2 separate regions of the Gossypium hirsutum genome follow, and region 2 is linked to region 1. Evidence: chromatin contacts called from public Hi-C data. All regions are on one chromosome and are shown on one strand. Each heading gives the region's core, a stretch centred on a gene start, on an enhancer-like site or on the middle of the called end of the contact. The rest is flanking DNA. Distances are from core to core; before and after follow the strand shown. Region 1 holds the start of LOC107962851 (pathogen-associated molecular patterns-induced protein A70). Region 2 holds the start of LOC107962865 (serine hydroxymethyltransferase 3, chloroplastic).

Evidence for each region. A called contact is a pair of places that touch in the nucleus more often than the background predicts.
Region 2: a contact with region 1 is called in a Hi-C map of leaf, with 4 times the contacts expected there. The contact joins the promoter of LOC107962865 here to the promoter of LOC107962851 in region 1. A contact is called at or near these places in 9 of 34 Hi-C or Micro-C datasets (callus, hypocotyl, leaf and 1 more).

The regions. Positions count from the first base shown.
Region 1 is chrA06:30,105,410-30,112,348 of Gossypium_hirsutum_v2.1, reverse strand. LOC107962851 (pathogen-associated molecular patterns-induced protein A70) reads left to right here and starts at 1,444. Exons shown (of 1, transcript XM_016899394.2): 1 at 1,444-2,842. The coding sequence starts at 1,807. The coding sequence ends at 2,703.
Region 2 is chrA06:30,754,649-30,760,913 of Gossypium_hirsutum_v2.1, reverse strand. It overlaps LOC107962865 (serine hydroxymethyltransferase 3, chloroplastic), which reads right to left and starts at 3,138. Exons shown (of 11, transcript XM_016899419.2): 1 at 2,713-3,138; 2 at 1,952-2,364; 3 at 1,687-1,861; 4 at 1,478-1,595; 5 at 1,275-1,387; 6 at 1,042-1,164; 7 at 581-685; 8 at 373-459; 9 at 178-285. The coding sequence starts at 2,331.

The sequences.
Region 1 (6,939 bases), core at 195-2,694:
TTGCACATATTACACACACTCTCTGCTGCCTTTAGGTTATGCAGTCACATGCATATTTTAACGCCTTCGGGCTTAGCACTTAGGTGCTCTTTGGTGTGTTTGGCGGCTTGGCACTTTGGTCCCCATTGGTGTGTTTTGAAGGGATTTGATTTGGTACCTAGCACTATGTGCTCTTTGGTGTGTTTTGGAGGAAGTCCCATGTATCCAAGTCATTTCCTTATATTATTATGGGCCATTTGAATAAAAATATTGATAATAAGATGTTCTTATGATTATAAAATTTAAATGTACTCTAAAGTATATTTTTTTAAAGGATTAACAAGTTAAAAGGCTATGTTTTTATGATAAGGTCATCCTGTAGCCATAAGACATGAAATTGTGCTTAAAAATTATGTATTGGTATACCCCTAATAAGGAAACAAATGAGGGAAGATATGCCTTACATAAAGAATTTATAGCCATAAGTGGAACACACATGTGAATAAACTAGAAAGTTAAGTTAAAAAGGCTATGAACTTAGATTGAACAATATTGGTAACCTTGATAATAATCTTGAACATGAATTCTCAATACGAATTGTTAAAGAACCAATAACCAGTAAATTGAACTCTATAATCAGTAATCAAAACCGAATCTGTTAAAATGGCTTAGTATGATGGAAATGAACTTGAAAAATTCTTAATAAGGGACTTAACATTTATATTAGTATAAGATAAATAAGCTTATCCTTGATTACATACTAAGTTGTTAGGCTCATGCATTAGTGGTTTAAAACGCGCCAATGAGAAGTATAAGATTTGAATTTCACATCACCTTTCATTGAAGTTGTAATGTATTTATATTAATTGTTATTGCATAAGGACTTTGACATGTACATAAAGACTTAATTTGAATATGATATTTATAAAAAAAATAGTTGAAATTCAAGTTATTTTGATGTTATTAATTAAGTTTTATTTCGTTATGTTACTTGAATGAGTTTATGCCATGTATTTAAGTTTAAATGAAGTTTGAAATTAATTTATGATGAGGTTTAAATGCATTTATGTTTTTTTTAAAACTTGATTAATTTGATTTAAAGAATATTAATATAAAATAAAATAAACATTTTCATAAAAGGAAAAGAAAGTTAAACTTAAAAATATTATAATAACATCTATCATTGTATTGATGGTGAAAACGAGCGAAAAATATTACGAAAATAGAATTTGATACATAAAATAATAGCTAGATTGACAAAAATTCTTGATTGATAGTAATTATTAAAAATTTTGAGCTATACATTAAAAATGTATAGTACAATTAATCCTTAAAAAAGTTTATGAAAGTAAAACATAACACTTAACATCAAATACCATTATATCAAAACCCTAAATGCGATACACTGTCAGCCACTCAGCCCTCCTTTAATGAAAGATAGCCCTACACCCTCATATTTGCTCTGGCTTCCATAAAAGCCAAGCCAATCTCTCCCTTCTCTTTTGTCTGTTTCTCACAAAATCTATTCACTCTCCCCAGCACATGCCTTTTCAAAATCTTCACACTAAAAACTTTAAAAAATTATATATATATATATAACCCTTTCTTTATTATACATCAACACAAAAAATGGAGATCTTGACAAGTATCCAAACTCAAATATCCTAGAGAAAATCCCCCATAAAAATTTCATAAACAGTTGGCCCGCCCTTAAACACAACCCTCCACCACTTTACCTTCCACCATTTCTTTTCCCATTACCCCTTGTCTTTCTCTTCTCATTTTAGTCCCTAACCAGACACATCCAAAGCCACGTTGGAAGAACCAATGTCAACAGTACCATATTCCCTATGGTCTTCCATTTTAAGCTGGTTTACCCCAACTGTGTTCTTTGTCTTCCTTAACCTTACAATAGGTACCATCTATTTCACTTCCACTTTGAGTTCCAGCAAGCCTAGTAGTGACGCACAAAGGCAGTACCACCCAGATGATGAAACAAACCCAAAGTTTGTTAGATCTCCATCTATGTTGCAGAGGCTGAAATCTATCAACTTGTCTGCTTACAGATCTCAAGAACCTGTTGTTGCTAGTGCTACCACTGCCTATGAAAGTGTCTCTGATGTGGGTGATTTCCATTTCTCTTTTCAACAACAAACCCCTCAACAACAGCGCCAGCCTTCCTTTGAGAGATCCCCTTCTGTTTTGCAAAGGCTAAAGTCCATTAACCTCTACGGTTACTTCTCCCCAGAGCAGACCAAAAGCCATGAGAGTTACCCCCATTATCCTCCAGAGGTAGCTCAGGGTGAGGGACATGATGAAAAGGTGCAAGAGCCTGAAAAACAAGATGAAAGGGAGGGAACCCAAGGTGAAGGAAAAACGCTTGATGAAGTATACAGTCAACTGAAGGAGGGAAATCATGTTGCGAGGACCAAATCTGATACTAAACCAGCATCTGGTGAGGTACCAACTAAGCTTCCGAGGAAGATGAAGAAATCTGCAAGTGTAAAGTCTGCTTTTCAACATTTCGAGGAAGGAGATATCGTGGAAAATCGACGGCCGGCCACCGTGAGAGAAGGGAAAGAGAAAGCTACGGAGGAAGAAGACGATGAGGTGGATGCCAAAGCTGATGATTTCATCAACAAGTTCAAGCACCAGCTGAAACTGCAAAAGCTTGATTCCATCATTAGGTACAAGGAGATGATCAATAGAGGGAGTGGTAGGTGAAAAGCTTTACATTTTCAATCTTTTTTTTTGGGGGGGGGTTAATTTCAGGGTTTAATTATTGGTGTAGATCTACTACTGGTATTGTTTACATCTGTTGGAACTTTGTGTTCAGGAAAAAAAATATGGCACTTTCATTTCATTTTCTGGTTTTTTTATTTTTTATTTTAAGTTTCCTTTGAATGGGGTTTATCAGTTGTGTTATTTGGTTGTTCTCTAGGCATTTATATCCATTAATGTCCCAATTAGTACTGTTTCCTGGTTCATGAATCATATGATTGTCACCATTGCCATTACTAGCATTAGTTTTTAGCTGTTATCTACTAAGAGTTAAAGTGGGTACAAGAAAAATGTTGTAGAAGGGCATGCCATGCAATGGACCCTTAGTTGTTTTTTCAGACAAGACTGTGGAAACCTGTAGGTTCCAAGTCTGGAAGTGGAGAAAAACTGTGTAAAGAGGGTATTGGCCTGTTTTACAGGAGGAGAGGGCAGGCCATGCTTACAAAGACCCCACGTTTTGTTTTGGATTGAAAGGGACAGAACAGAAGAGGAACGATGGTGGGATTGAAATTGAAGGGAGAGATGGGGTAATTTGGTACAAATATATATGAATTTATTTACTGAGTATTAGGTACATTAATCTTATATTTTTATTTTATAAGTAGTGGCGAAGTCTGAATTTAAGTGTAATTGTTTAAATTAAATTGTATATTTTTATAATTTTTAAAAGATAAAATTAAATTTTTATTATTTTTAGAGAGATTAAAATATAATTTTATTTTTATTAATTTAAATTTTTATAAGTTTTAAAGGGAGTTAAAAAAATTTTAATTTTAGAGATGGCCGGGACTATACCCGCGCCTGGCTAGGATAAAATATTTTATATAATATTTGTTTATTTTTAATATCATTTGTGGAGTTTAAAAATTTTAATGTGTGAAATATTTTTTATTAGATTTGTCAAATATTTTCCTTTTAAATTTGTTTGTCCACATAAAATGGCGATCTCCATCTGTCGCACTGTCAGGTGCTTGGCTGTGATGCACGTGGGAGATTATGTTTGGCTACTATGCATTTACACCCAAATTTAATGTGCATGTAAATGATGTATGGGGGATAGTAAGAGTTTGGAGTTGCCATTCCCGCCTATCAATTTGACGTTTGATGGAGTGAAATTTAACAGGTAATTGAATTGAAATAAAATTTGAATTAATTTAAATAAAATTATTTGAGGTAAATTAAAAAAATATCTTGAATTAATTTTTTGTTATAATATAATTAATTTTATGGAGAATATAAATTTAAAATTATATATATTTGAAATTATTTTCAAAGTAAAATAAAAAATAAAATAAAATACTTTAATATGATAAATTTAATTTATAAATTAAATTATTTAGGTCCCAAAAATTATTATTTTAGAAAATTATTATTTTTTATATATTTGTTAGATTTTTTAAAAAAAATTATAATTTTATAAATAATTTGAATTTCAAAATTATTTTAAGTTTCTTTTTTTTGTATTTTTTTTTGTTGAGAGAGCAATTTTTTCATTTTTAAAAATTGACAAGGACTTAATGAGTATTTATATTAAACGATTATTCGAAATATTTGAGTTGCTCAATTTGTAAAATTTAATTCAACTCTAACTTGAAACTCGAACTACTTATTCAAGTTGAATTGAATAACTCAATTCGATTAATTCAAAATTTAATTTTTTTTCGGTTTTTTTGAATCGAATCAAGTTTTGCTCACCTTCAGTTGAATTTATGTTTGTTTATTGGGATAATAATTTAATTAGCTCTCTATTTAACTTTTCGTTTTTTAAATTTATATTTTTATCAAATTACCTTAAAATGGATAAAAAAGTTAATATTTTTTAATTTTATTGATGTGGCATATACGTGGATTGCCATACAGATGATATATTAGCATTTAATTAATTTTTAAAAATTTTAAAAATTTAAAAGAATATTTTAAAAAAATTAAAAGTTATTAGAAAAGTATAAACAATATATAAAAAATATAATTTTTAAATTTTTAAAAATTAATTAAATACCAATGTGTCATTCAAGTGGCAACCCACATATATGTCACAATAGTAAAATTAATAACACTAATTTTTCATCCATGTTAAGGTGATTTGAGCTAAAATAGGTAAAAGATTAAATGAAAAACTAAAATGAATTTTTGTTTTTTTAAATAAAGTTGGAGGGAGAACAAAGTCATTATACCTTGTTTATTTAATTTTTATATTTTTTTATGTCAATTTAATTTTTATATTTTAATTTGATATTTTGTATTTTTTTAATATCAATAATTATTTTAAATGGTTGAAAATTATTTTTAAAGTATTTTAAAAAACACGTCATCATGTTAGTTAAAAAAAGTGTTTGGGAAAAAATATATAAATAAAATTTGAATTTCAAATTTGAGCATATTAAAAGGACTAAAATTAGAATTTCACCAAATGCGTCTTGAATAAAAGCTCTGTTTAGTCTGAGGCCAGTCTAGCATTATTGTTACAATTGAAGTGACTTTAAAAAATACTGTTAAAAATATTTTTAAAAACACATGATAAGTTTTTTACTTTGATTCAAAAAAGCATTTAAAAAAATAGCATTGTTTTGAATAATAAAAACCCTTTATTTAACATTGAATTTGTAGTAAAAAAAGAACAAAAAAACAAAAAATTGACAACTAAAAGGAATTGTTAAGCATACCTACATTACCAATCAAGTTGAATTTGAAGCCTTTCTTTGATCATTCTTTTTAGGTTGGTGGGTTTGATTTAAAAAACACAAGTGAAATTGATCACTTTTTTTCATAGCACTATCATCATGTGTTTTACTTTGAAAACGAAAGTGGGACCATAATTTGCACACTAATCCAATAGCTTTCATTATTGATTAATGCCATCGAAATGACATAAAATCTACCCAAACATACATTTTTATGTAATTTACACCCGCAATTGTCATTTCACATAGTTTTGATTGTTTTCAAATTCTTTTCTAACCCCAACCCCATATTGTGATGTAATAAACATGATAAAGAAAATATTAGAAAATCCTTTATGGACCGAATTTTATTTGCAAGTTTTAGGTATAACAATAAACTAAATTGTGGCTTTTTTTTTATAAAAATAATTTTAAAAATTAATTAATTATGAAATCGGTTGAGGAGATATTATTTACAGGAATGAGTTGTTTGCTACAGTATTTATGGTATCGCCTGACACATCGGCGGTATCACCCTCTTTTCAGCCAATCATGACACAATTACTTTTTATTAGTGTTGTCATTATGTCAAGCGACACCTGTATTATTTAGTAAAATACCTGTGAAAATATGGGTATACATGATGGGAAAAAACAAAAAAAAAGGTCCGCCAATTTGTTAAGCGGCACTAATTTAATTTTTTTTAAAAAATTGATGAGTTAAAAAAATTGGTGAGTAAAAATAAATTTATGTGTAAAAAAAATAGGAAAGGCGGCGTGAGCCGGCTACTGATGTGTGATAACTCTAAAATATAGAGTTATCTTCTGCACTTTTAAACTAGTAATTCATGCAAAATTTGGAGTTTTTGTTGCAATTTTGCCTTTTTATGTGATACTAAGATGAATTTGCTAATTTGATAATTTTATACAATAAAACACATGATTTTTGCAATTTTTGAAACAGCTTATGCATTGGAGGAAAATGCAGTCTTAAAGCTCACCTTTTGATGCTCAAAACTATAGCATTTGTACGACATAATCTATGTAGAAGATGGTTGATTTATTATAAGCTCTGGACGATAAATTAAAGGAATATTGAACCTTGAAAATTCTCTTAACCCAGCTCAAGAATTGGGTCAACAAAATGGATAACCTGTTAAGGAGATAGGAGCCCAAACTGCCCACTAAGGAGGAAAAGACCCAACCATCCATAGAGGTGCCCAAATCAGCCACCCAAGACTCAGTAAAACATTGAAAAATCAGCCACAATTTTTCCACATGTGACCGTCCAACTCCCCTCCTCATTTCAAGGTTTCTCTCCCATGAATCAAACAAAAATAGCGAAGTCATCCACCCACTTTCCTTAAAGAAAGGGTCAATCATGTGAAGAGAGATTTTCAAGGCTCTTATTTGCTAAAAATAATCAGCCTCTACAAGTATAAATAGCCCCTAGTTATTCACTCCTTTCACTCATCCCTCACTCATTATCTCTTCTCCCATTCTTCATTCTTTCACTTCTC
Region 2 (6,265 bases), core at 1,889-4,388, 650 kb before region 1:
TTGGGTTCAGGTCAAATTCGAGTTCAGATCAATTTGTATTTGGGTTGGGTGGATTCAGATTGTTGACTTTTTATAGCCAAATTGTGTGAGGTTGGTCGAGTTGAGTCAGGTTTTCAGTTTTGAGTCAATTTCTAAATGCCACTCAAGTTTGCATGTCTCACAGAGATGGTAACTTACCAATGGCCTTAGATCCACAAGCACAAGGTGATTATCACTACCACCAGAAACTAGTGTATAGCCAAGTTCAACCAATCGCCTTGCAAGAGCTCTACAATTAGACACTACCTGCAGCATGAAGTACCCATATTTTGACTTAATCACCACATAACTTTGCCTCTTTATTTTTTATTACTCATCTTTGAAGGAAAGTACCTGATTCTGGTAAGCCTTGAACTCGGGTGATTGTGCATGTTGCAAGCAAACTGCTAGTCCTCCAATTGTGTGGTTATGAGGTCCACCCTGCATATACAAACATTATGCTTCTCATGATATAACTAGTTCCATAACTTGAAAGCCGGCAGAAGGATGGAATGGGGAATTCAGATTAGTAATAGGAGCAAAGGAGACCAATCAAACTAACCTGTAAACCTGGAAAAACAGCATTATTGATAGCAGATTCCAAATCAACTCCAAGAACAGGGTCCTTCTTGAAGAAGATCATGCCACCTCTTGGACCTCTCAAAGACTGGAAATGAGTAAAGAAAATCAAGTAGGTTATTCAAACGGACATATTAACACAAACAAAGTAATAGTACTATTTGGAACACACAAGTATCAGTGAGATTATTGGCAAAGCAGCTTATTTAAATTCTAATGCACATGATAAGTAAATCATGATCAAAACAACGTGAAGACATTCTTCGCTACACAAGGGCAAGTGAAATAGGGAAAGAATCAAGCGAGATTTACCATGCTACAAGGTAGTAGATTTTCTCAAGTTACCTTAAATATTAATGTTTCAACAAGCAAAACTAGCACTATGTGAAGTGAATTTAACATGAATATGGTTCAAGACAGCATTTGAAAATATTCATCCCAAACCTTGTGTGTGGTTGTTGTCACGATATCACAATATTCAAAGGGGTCAGCAACTACAGAAGCGGCAACAAGGCCACTTATATGAGCCATATCCATCATGAGAAATGCACCAACAGCATCTGCTATCTTCCAACAGATATCAATTCCAATTAAGTTAAATGCTTAAAAAAAGTCACTAAATGATAGTAAAGTACGGCAGACTATATAGCACAACCAATAAGCACATCAATGCTTACCTTCCTCATGCGAGGATAATCAAAATCTCGAGGATATGCACTGGCACCACAGATTATGAGTTTTGGTCGAAAGAGGGTAGCTGTTTTCTCAAGCATGTCATAATCAACTAGGCCTGCTCCAAATTTAAGACAAATCAAATCAACCACCAAGCAAGCATACCAACCACTAAACGAATTAAGTCTTAACAATAACGATGAGTTACCTGTGGATTCATCAAGCCGATAAGGCATTGACTCGAAATAGATTGATGTACCAGATACACGTCTTTTAGGAGTCATAAATCCATGTGACAAATGTCCGCCATGTGGTAAGTCCAAACCCTATACCAGTTACATTAAGAATCATTTATATGTGCACTATCGAACAGAGAGAACTAAGTTACAGCAGCAGAGTTCGGCAGAAGTATCTTACCATTATTCGATCATGCGGATTAAGAATTGCTGTATAAACCTCAAAATTAGCAGGAGAACCAGACAATGGTTGAACATTAACGCCCCACTTATTTTCATCCAAATGAAATGCTGCCAAAGCCCTCTTTTGGCAAAGTATTTCAAGTTCATCAATGTACTCATTGCCCCCATAGTACCTGCAATAAAAATTAAGATCATTAGCTGCAAATAATAAATCCAAAAACACAAAGATCACATCTCTATGCATTTAGCTTAACTCGATATACCTTTTACCAGGTAGTCCTTCGGAATACTTGTTTGTGAGACATGACCCAACTGCCTCCATTACTGCTCGGGATGTAAAGTTCTCTGAGGCAATAAGCTCAAGGCTTTTGAATTGCCTCTCTTTCTCCTTGTTAATAATAGCACGAACCTCGGGATCGGCTTCACTGAGGCCATGGTCCACAAATCGGGTTTCGACCACAGGGAATGAGTCCGAAGAGGGAGGCTTTCCAGTAACCAAGCTGCTTTCAAGTTGAGCTCTACAGGGTTTGACAGAGTTGAACTTAAGACCATACCCTTTTAAAGGAAAAATTGGTCTATTCCCTTTGACCCATATGGGCTGAAGCAAAGAACCCATCATTGCAGCTCCATTACAAGCCTGCATTTTGACTTCCCACTAGTATTTCTCACAAATAACCTGCAAATTTACAACAGAATAACACATAGAATTAAAATAAGAAATTCAATTCATCATCAATTAATTTATATGTTAAAGCAGAAAATGAACAGCTATTAAGACTTAAATAATCCCATGAGACACAGGCAAAAAGAAAAAAAAGGTATTTTCCTTTTAGAACTTGATCATTACCAATTCTTCTGTTAACCCAAAACACGAAAACTAAAGAACAGCAATCTATCTTAAGTTAAAATACAGATAATAAACAAATATCTCAATAACTGGATATGAAAATTAGAGAGAGCAACGAATTAAACAAAATTTTAAGAAAGAAGGAATAATTCAAGAAATATAGAAAGAAGGGCATACTTGTTGGAAGGATTCTCTTTTTTTTTTTTCTCGCGTTTTCTTTTTGGGTGCAATGGATTGAAGTGGCTCAAACTCTAAAACCCTAAAACTCGACAGTGGTTTGCTTTAGTACAGTGGCAAAGAAGAAAATTAAAGAGGGTTAATTGCAGGATAAGTCCTACATTATGATCCAAATTTAAATTAATCCATAAACCTTAAAAGGTTGAATTTGATTTATCAAAGTATTAATATTGTATAATCGTATCTTTCCATCATCCTAACATCGATTTCAACATTAAATTTTGACGTAAAGTATATTTAAAATCGATAAATAAAAATTTTAATATCTAAATTTTTATTACATGAATAATTTAAATTTGATGATTTATAAAAGATCAGATATTATCACTAAATTTTACAAAGACTTTTTTTTAATGTGTTATATTTAAACTATCAATGTAACAAATATAAATGTATTTATAATTTGAATAAATTATTTTAAATATACTTCGTGTCAAATTTAAAATAATATTTGATATTTAAGTTAAAAAAATCTAATTAATATAATATTAACACTTTAATATTTCAATTAAAATATTTTAAATTTCAAATACTAATCTAGCGAATAACCCTAATTAATAAATAAATGTAAAAGAAAATGAAAAAGACGAACGGCGCCGAAAATGGATTGGATAGCGGAGATTTGGGTAGTTGTCTTATGAGGGTTGAAAAACCTTCCATGCGGGTTGTTCCATTGGATCTACTCGTATGTACCTGCTCTGATGTTGCCACTTATCCTACTAAGTCCTGATTAAGTGATATTGGATATAGAGGGGGGAAATCAACTACATGAAAATGCCAGTCTTCAATTATGCTAAGAAAAAAAAAAGTGTAAACCAAATTTGTAAGGTTTACCAAAAATGCTAATGGTTAGAAATTTGGGTAAACTATGTAGAAAGTTACTAAATTGTTAATAAATTTATCTTGTAGTTACTTAAATTTAAAAAATTATAAAATGATAATTAAATTATTTAAAAGTTTTCATATAAATTATTGAATTGTTAAAATTATTGTTGTATGGCTTTCTCCGTTTATACCGTCTGCACCAATTAAAAATTTTTTTATGGCTTTCTCCGTTTATACCGTCTGCACCAATTAAAAATTTTTTTCTCCTTCTCTTTTACAATTTAATTTTTTTTAAATGAATAATTTTGAAACGTAATGAATTTATGAACTAAAAATTAAATAGTTTTTTTCTCTGATCCTCCACACTAATTATCAAATCAACTTGAATCTAATGTATGTTTTCTATTCTCGATGAGTATTGATCTACCATATCAATCATTAAATTGTGGTTTAGAGTTCACCAATCAAACTTACTCAAACTACTCCTCTTTCTCCAAACTTATCTTCCACTATTCTCCATCAGTTTTGATCAAATTTAGGAGGTCTCAAGAAATTAACTATAACTATGCAATTAAAAACTAGTTTAAACGAAAATTCTGACCTTCCATAATGGTCTTTAGGCATGTCTTAAAACTGAAATTTTCAAATAATAGCAGAGAATATTCAACGTAATTTCAATATAAAAAAATTGAAGAAGCCAATGAACAAAGCTGGCGGAAGAAGAGACGACCAAGTTACCAACTCCACCTTTCATACTATTAATACACTGGTTTAAAAATATTTTATATATTACAACACCACCGCACACTTGATGGAGAATAAATCTTATAACCTTTAATTTTTTTCCTATATATTTATATATTATATTTTTTCTAAATTTTAAATAATATCTCAATATTTTTGTATTATTATTATTTTTATCATTTTCAAGTGTCACAATTAGACCTGATCATGAATCAGGTCGAGTTTGGGTGGAGCTAATGCAAATTTTTAGGCCTATTTTCTAGGTCTCAACTCGAAAAATGGACTTAAATTTTTGTTTAAGCCCAACCTAGATAAAAAAAATACTAACCTTGAGCCCAACTCGGCCCGGCGTATTAAAAAATTTATATTATTTTTTATATAAAAACAAATTTTAAAAAGTAAACATCAAATATACTAAAAATATTAAAATAAATTATTCTCAACAAATTGAAAATACATTTTAAGAAAAAGTCTTTATATTTAAATAACACTACAATAGTTACAACTTAGTAAGCAAATGCCTCTAAAATAGTAAGAAAATTAATTGTAAAACAAGAGTTATACAATATCCAAACAATAACAACAGAAAAATAGTAATATAATAACAAAATGGCAACAAAACAACATTAAAATGTCAATAAATAACAACGAAAAATTTTAGGCAAATTCGGGTCAATCCAGGCTCGAGCCAAAAAAATCTTACCCGAGGCCTGACCCGTTTAGAAAATGGGCCTTTTTTTGTCTAAACTCATTTTTCAAGTATATATTTTTGCCCAAACCCTCTCACTTTTCAAGTGGGTTTTCGAGCTTGAGCGAGTGGCCCAACCCATGATCAGGTCTAGTCACACATGGTAAAGATACTTGAAAAAAGAAAAAGAAAAGGTCATTAATGTTAACTGTCAAAGGATCTTTTTAATGCATTTTACCCATTTAGATACTCAATTGAGTAAAAAAAACAAAAGCTTAATTACTTTTTTTGAAAAAATTCAAAAGTTTTTTACACCCTTAATCCTTCTATTTTTTTAAGTATATTTACCAAGTACACCAACAATAAATTTTGACAAAAAAAATAATAATTATGTCATCTATAAAGTAAAATATTTAAATAAAAAATAAAAGAATTTAATCTTAGATAAACTATAAAAATAGTCACTTAACTATTAGCTTATTTCTATTTTGATCATATAGGTTTAAAAAATTTTATTTTAATCACTAACATTATTGAAATTTAATATTTTGCTTACTCATTCATTATGAAAGATTTTTTATTGACATAATAAAAATTTTATCTATTCAATATTAACATATTCTATCAATTTGGTCTTAATTCTAAAAATTCAACAAATTTAACCCTCAACTTTACACATTTTGATAATTTAGTCTTGATTCTTAAATTTTTAAAAAAAATTTTAAAAAAAATTTAAAAGTTTATTTTTTTTGATAAATTTACATAAAATTTTATAAAAATACATACAAAATTATAAAAATATTTATAAATAAATGAATACCCATTTTTCTAACACAAAATTTATTAATTAAAATAATATTTTTATAAATAAAATAATAATCTTATACATAAAACAATTTAAGGAAAAAAAACATAAGAAGACTTGTAACACCACACACGACCCGTTCACCAGATCCGAATATATGATGTCACATTATGTTATCGAAACAACTTGAACTAACTTAGCACATGTTGACAAAGTTTAGATCATAATTACCGTGCATAACAATTAAATCACCCATTATGTTCATATACGTAAATTCATTTATACATAGGATTCTAATTCAATAAGTTACGAGTTATTGTGGGGTTGATTTTAGAGTTAGGACTCAAATCCAACTCAATTATCAAGTTTCAATGCTATGTCTCGAGACAGAGAACTCCATGTCTCGAGACAGAGCTCATTTTATTTTAAGA